Linked DNA regions of Mus musculus: region 2 is linked to region 1. A link is a contact called in public HiChIP or PLAC-seq data. All regions are on one chromosome and are shown on one strand. The core of a region is the stretch at or near the end of the contact, and the rest is flanking DNA. Distances in the headings are between cores, read along the strand shown. Region 1 holds the start of Tgfbrap1 (transforming growth factor, beta receptor associated protein 1). Region 2 has its middle 20 kb from the start of Tpp2.

Region 1 (2,979 bases), core at 183-2,682:
CACACGGTGCACACACATACACGTAGGAAGAAAAACCACTCACACATATGCAATAAAAGTAAAACTTTTCAAAAATTCATTTGGAAAGCATGACACTATATTTGTTTTTAAATGGATCCAACAGAAACAATGTGAAGAATTTAGTTAGCTTATGAAGATACCCAAGCATGTTTCACAGTCTAGGCATGACCTAAAGGGGGCTGTTATTTGTGATGTAGATGAATCAATATGTCCCAAGAACAGATATTTCAACAATAGAGCTTGCTATTTTAAAAATTCTGTGGTAAGCCCCGTTATAAAGAAAATAATTGTTTTTGATTTACCTCGTTTTTGATAGTATTTATCTCCACTCCTGGATCATCTAGAGTGGAATGTAAAAGTTGTCCCATAAACTATTTAATCATTAGGACTTAATTTTATGTTACAAACACATTTCGAGTTCTTGCTCTGACACTTACTAGTGTAAGATTCAGGATAAGTCATTTACGTCTTTTTGCCTCAGTAAAATTCGGGAATTGAGGTGTGTACCTGGTAAGGATACGACAAGGTAGAAAACAGAACTGAACTTGGGTTCTATAATCAGAAGAGGTCCCCTTCATAGCTGGCTTTTCTAGGTCCCTACCCCTACACGCCTTCCTCCTTTGAAACAAAGCTACAGAATAGTATCTCTTATCCAACCTCTGGGGACAGGGTCAGCGGCCGGGATGGTAGGGTACCCTAAAGCCACCTCTTTAGCAGTTTCTCAAGTCAAAGGGAATAACTGAAGAAACCTGGCCTTTTTTGTGCACTGGCAGCACTGATGACTCTGGAAGAGCTTCCTAACTCTTCATCGGGAAACTTGAGTTTTGATTCTATAAGGAAGGAGGATTCTAGGATTCTTCTTTATGGCTTGACACAAGGGAGTGGCCATTGATGGACTGCCCTCAAAGAAGTGAGTGGAACTGCCCTGGGACTCCCAGCGCAGAAGGGATAGCCTGCACATATGCACCTCCCCTCCGGGACTAGCTTTCCTTCTGCCAGGACTAGCAGTAGGCCTAGGAACCGGAGGGCCGTTCCCCCGACCCCCTTTGGCACACTGAAGTCCAGCAAGCATCCCCTGCCCGCAAGTCGGGGCCCGGCTGTGAGTCCGTCTACTGGTCGGTCCGGGAGGCGTTTCTCCGAGCTTCCACCTGACCAACGCAGCTGTGCAGTAGCCAACATGGAGTGGACGGTCGAGAAGACAAGGCGGCGCTTCCTTCGCGCTTCCCAGGCGGGCGGCGGAGACGCTCCCCTCCCGAGGGCTGCGGTCCCGGTCTGCGCCGCCTGCGCACTCGCCAGCGCGCGCTCGCCCGCCTTCCCGACCCCCGGGCCCTGACGCGGAGCCTCCCAGCGGCGCGCGGCGGCCTGGGCACCGGCGAGCGCCCGCCCTCCGCCGGCGCCGGGCGGCGGCCCACGTGACGGGAAGCGGCTGCGGCGGGGCCGGCAGCCCAGGAGCCGCGGCCGGAGCGGGCGGCGGTGCCCCAGGCCGCGGGCGGCGCGGGACGGCTGCGCTACGCGGGTGAGAAGCGAGGGGCGGCTTGTTGGAGCGGCGGGTGCGCGATCGGCTTTGACGGGCGCCCGCGCAGGTGCAGCGGAGCGGGAGCGGGCGGGTGCCTGCATGACTGGGCCAGGTGTGCCGCTGGGGGCCGGCGTGCAGGCTTTGGGGAGCCAGGGGTGGTCACCGGTGCTGGGTCACTGTGTACGCTGTGGTCTGGGGGTGTGTCAGTGTAAGGAAGGGGAGAATCCGAGAGACCTCGTCCTTGAACTTGAGTTTTTGGGGAGAGGGATCGGGAAGGATCGTGCCGGTGTGCCTCCACCCTTCAGGTGGAAGGGTTGGGGTGCGTGATGTAATTGAAGTTTGCTGAGGTCTGTGGATTAGGAGTTGAAATTGGGGTCAGACTTGGGTCTGAACTGAGAGACTAGGAGATTAGATAGGGGAGTGTTGGTCGGGGACGAGGAGGTTCCCTTCCTTTATGAGGGCTGTCCAAGTTGCCTCCTGGTGTTGCTTCTGTCAAAGGGTGGTTGGTTGAGTCTGACAGGTCGCTGCTCTTGGGGATACAACTTGGATGCAGAAGTGGAGTTCACACAGTGCTTTTTAGTTGAGGCCTGTAGTCTGAGCAGATACGATTGAGCACTCAGGAGCTTCGGGTAGGGCGAGTTGGGTCAGGAGGGCAAGTAGGCAACATTGATATTAAAGTGGTGGCAAGGGAAGACACGGAGGAGTGTGGGAGGAGGGCAAGGCTGCTCTGCGAGGGGTCGTACCTGCTACTAACAGGAGATTGCTGGGCAGAGAGTGGCTGGTGTGGTGCCTGCTGCACCCTCACGCCGGTGATCATGATTCTTTCTTGGTCAGCAAAGCTGAGGACTCACAGCTCCAGGGTCCAGGAAGAGACATTTGGACAGCTGCTTCCTTTTCTTTTTCCTCTCATTTCTGCTAACCAAGCAACTGTCACTCTGGTGTGTAGTAAAAGGCAGTGCTTGACCAGAATCCCCAAGACCCAGCTCACAACGCCTTTCTCAGACCTTGGTTCCCCATACTCCATGGCCGTGATGAGGGTGAGGCTGTGAGTTTAAATCCCACTCTGGTCATTTCCTAACAGTGACCTTTGGATGCCACTTTCCTGATCAAAACAAGGCTAATAGCTGGATGTACCTGCATTTAGGAGATAGAGGTAGAAGGACAGGGAATTCAGGACCACCCATGACTACGTATTTGAGACCAGCCTACGTTACTCGAGGCCCTGCCTCATCTGCCCTATTCACCAAGTAGGGCTAATTTTACAAAAGGTGTGTGGATTCTCATAAGAAAATATTCATGGGAAGCATCTATCTCAAGACCTGACACTTAACAGAAATACAGTAAGTGATTGTTCACTAATAAAAATGAGAGTGTTAAGGCCACTCTTCGACTCTGAAAATTCATAGTTCAGTGACCTGAGCCACCGTTGACCCCATGGAGGT
Region 2 (2,979 bases), core at 139-2,638, 820 kb before region 1:
ATTAGTCTTTACTGTTTTCTTAAGAACACTGGGATTAATTTTGTTTTTGTTGTTTTTGTCTTTTTCTTCTAAAAGCAGAAACAAAGTTTGCTTTGAAACTGTGTTTTCTTGGAAACCCTGGAGGATGAAACTTTTTCTTTGAAACTGTTCATTCAAAGATAACCATCCTGTGAGGCCTTAATGTTGTTTCTCATCTTTTTTTATTTTAACTTGGCTGTTATTGGGAAGATTTGATAGTCAAGTATAGGAGACACCCCACATTAAGCTTGAGATGCCTGGGACCCCTGGTGACAAGGAAGAAAAACCTCCTGGGGCTACTGTGTTTCAGAGCATGAAGCTATGGCCTCTTGTGGGCCCAATATGAGTAACGAGAGGCCCCAAGGCCTGCTTCTTTGGCGAAAGCACCTCATGATGTCATTTCTACAACAATTCTGTGTACTTATCATCCTCCTTACCTATTTACTGTTCCTTCTCTTTTCTCCTCCCTTGATTAAACTAGCATTTGGTGACCTGTAGAAACCCTCTTGATATCCAGGAACTAGATGTTTAACTGTAGAGGAAGCTCTACAAATTTGGGGAAATTGCACCCAATGTAAAGTTGGATATGATGATAGTTAAAACATCTTGGGAAAGTTTGATATGTTACAGTCACTCGCTTGAGGTGAAAATGAAAGTAGCCGAGAGCCATTGGCAGAGATGAATAAATCTGCAGCTGTTCCTCCAGTCTTATTCTTAATTCTCTCTAATAGAAGCAGGACATTTTTATTACAAAACTGAGGATGGAATTATATACAGATATTTCCTAGAAAGTCAGCAATGGGTTCCTTGGGTTCAGGGACGATGTGGCATCTCCCTAGGAATTCTCCATAGAGGTTAAGTGAGGATGTCTTTTGTAGACAGACAGATGGGATCGTGAATGTTTGACACATTATTGGAGATCTTATGAGATTAGGGGATGGGACCCAGTACAAGAAAGGGATATTGGCGAAGGGACGTGCCCTTTGCTATATTTTTAAGATCACCTTGGAGCACCTTGCTATGGGACTGTAAAGACTGCAGGGTCAGCAGTATGACCTCATGTTTGCCCTTTTATGAAACCATACTGTCTCACACATGTCTGAAAGACATTGACTTTGTAACCACAGTACTGTTGCCTCTGATCTCACTGGAGACTGGTGGTCAGGAGATATATTAAAAGAAAAAAAAAGCTTGCTATAAAACCCTTATGTTTGAGATTTTATAGTTCCTTTTTTTCTGTTCTAAATCTGTACTACTCTGAATCACAAGAAAATGTTGGCACAGAAAAATAAAGAAGCATTTACCCACCCCACCCGCTATGACCTTCGTAACCTAACTTTCTTGTATGATTTCAATAAAAGACTGGGGCTGGGTCAAATCTATAGAGCACTCTGACTCCTGAGCTCAGAAGCTCTCACTGCATGAGCAAGCCTGTCAGCTTCCTCAATTGATGCATTTTCCTATTTGCCTACCAGGTATCCCTAGTCTTTGATGACTCACGTTGAAGCTGGAACACCCCCCCCCTCCACCCCACCCCCCATAGTCAGGCTGATCCCTGCTTTTACTCTGGAAGGCTTTCATTTGCTGGCCATCAGAACAATCTGATGCCTCTGCTAATTTGTCCTTCCCTTGTGACCTCTGACGCCTGCAAGCTCTGGAATTTAGTCTCCGTACACCTAGCTTCTCTGATGTTGAAATTTGGCTGCATAGCCCCCAGCACTGTCCTGAACATAACAAAACTCAAGTATCTACTTGGTCTTATCTTCAAAATGTCAGCTGACTATTTGTTATCTCCACTTGGATACCAAATGAGAATATCAAACTTTGTACATACAAACCTTAATTGTCAATTTCCTCCCCAATATTTTTTCTCTTCTAGCATCATTCCTACTATCAGTCCCTAGGAACATCGTGTTTTCTGTTGTTCAGATCCCAACTCTTACCTCCTGACGCTGTCATTCTATTTCACTCTATCAGGAAAATGTGTTGGCTGTATTGCTCTATATCTTCTTTACTGCTAACTTATATATCAAAGCCAACAGAATGTTTTGGTTAAGGTGTATCTGTACAAGATAGGCTATGTTGTAGTGACATCTATCTCTTAAATCTTATGACTCACAAATTGCTACCTCCCTCTGCCACACTGACCATTGCTGTCCCTTCTCATCCCAGACTCCCTTCACACAGCCTCTCCACGTGCCCTCTCACCTCCACTGAGAAGGAGGAGCCCCCCTGGGTACCAACCCACCCCAGCACATCAAGTCATTGTAGGACTATGCACATTCTCCCCCACTGAGGCCAGACAAAGCAGCCCAGTTAGAGACAGGACCCACAGGCAAGCAACAGAGTGAGGAACAGCCCCTGTCCCATTTGTTAGGAAACCTGCATGAAGATAATATCTGCTATATATGTCTGTGGGGCCTAGTCTAGGCCTTGTTAGTTGACTCTGTTTGTCCTCTTGTGGAGTCCCTATCCTCGAAGTTCCTCAATACTTCCCCTAACCCTTCCGCAAGACTCCCTGAGCTCTATATAATGTTTCACTGTGGGTCTCTGTATCTGATTTGGTCATCTGCTGGGTGGAGCCTCTCAGAGGACAGTTATGCTAGGCTCCTGTCTGCAAACATAACGGAATGTCATTAATGGTCAGGGATTGGTTCCTGCCCATGGGATGGGTCTCAATTTGGGCCATTCTTTCACTCTGTCTCTACTTCATCTTTTTTCCTGCACTTCTTGTAGGCAGGACAAATTTTGGGCCAAAGTTTTTGTGGGTGTTTTGGTATCCTTATCACTGGGAGTCCTGTATGACTAGAGGAGATGGCCATTCCATGCTCCACATCCCCCACTGCTAAGAGTCTCAGCTAGAGTCACCCTCATAGACTCTCTGGAGCCTCTTCCATCCCAGGTTTCTGGCAATGTCCATGCCAGGGAACATGACCCAAAATTCTTTGGCTTTCAGCACCC

The links. HiChIP or PLAC-seq counts read pairs in DNA pulled down with a chosen protein or histone mark.
Region 2: a contact with region 1 is called in an H3K4me3 HiChIP or PLAC-seq map of bone marrow-derived macrophages, with 3 times the contacts expected there. The contact joins the enhancer-like site here to the promoter of Tgfbrap1 in region 1. A contact is called at or near these places in 3 of 39 promoter capture datasets (liver and pre-B cells), 3 of 115 datasets of contacts at active chromatin or transcription factors (T-cell acute lymphoblastic leukemia, bone marrow-derived macrophages and pancreatic cancer cells) and 1 of 9 other capture datasets (liver).

The regions. Positions count from the first base shown.
Region 1 is chr1:43,090,939-43,093,917 of GRCm38.p6, reverse strand. Tgfbrap1 (transforming growth factor, beta receptor associated protein 1) reads left to right here and starts at 1,432. Exons shown (of 12, transcript NM_001357299.1): 1 at 1,432-1,537. 8430432A02Rik (a long non-coding RNA gene) reads right to left here and starts at 1,638. Exons shown (of 2, transcript XR_003947575.1): 1 at 1,633-1,638; 2 at 76-1,555.
Region 2 is chr1:43,912,965-43,915,943 of GRCm38.p6, reverse strand. No RefSeq gene overlaps it. Among named protein-coding and RNA genes, the nearest start is that of Tpp2, 20 kb to the left of the region's middle. Within about 2 kb of position 1,388, at least 18 of the 459 cell types and tissues checked have an H3K27ac peak or open chromatin away from gene starts, as enhancers often do. A contact at or near this core is called in bone marrow-derived macrophages, where this site is marked.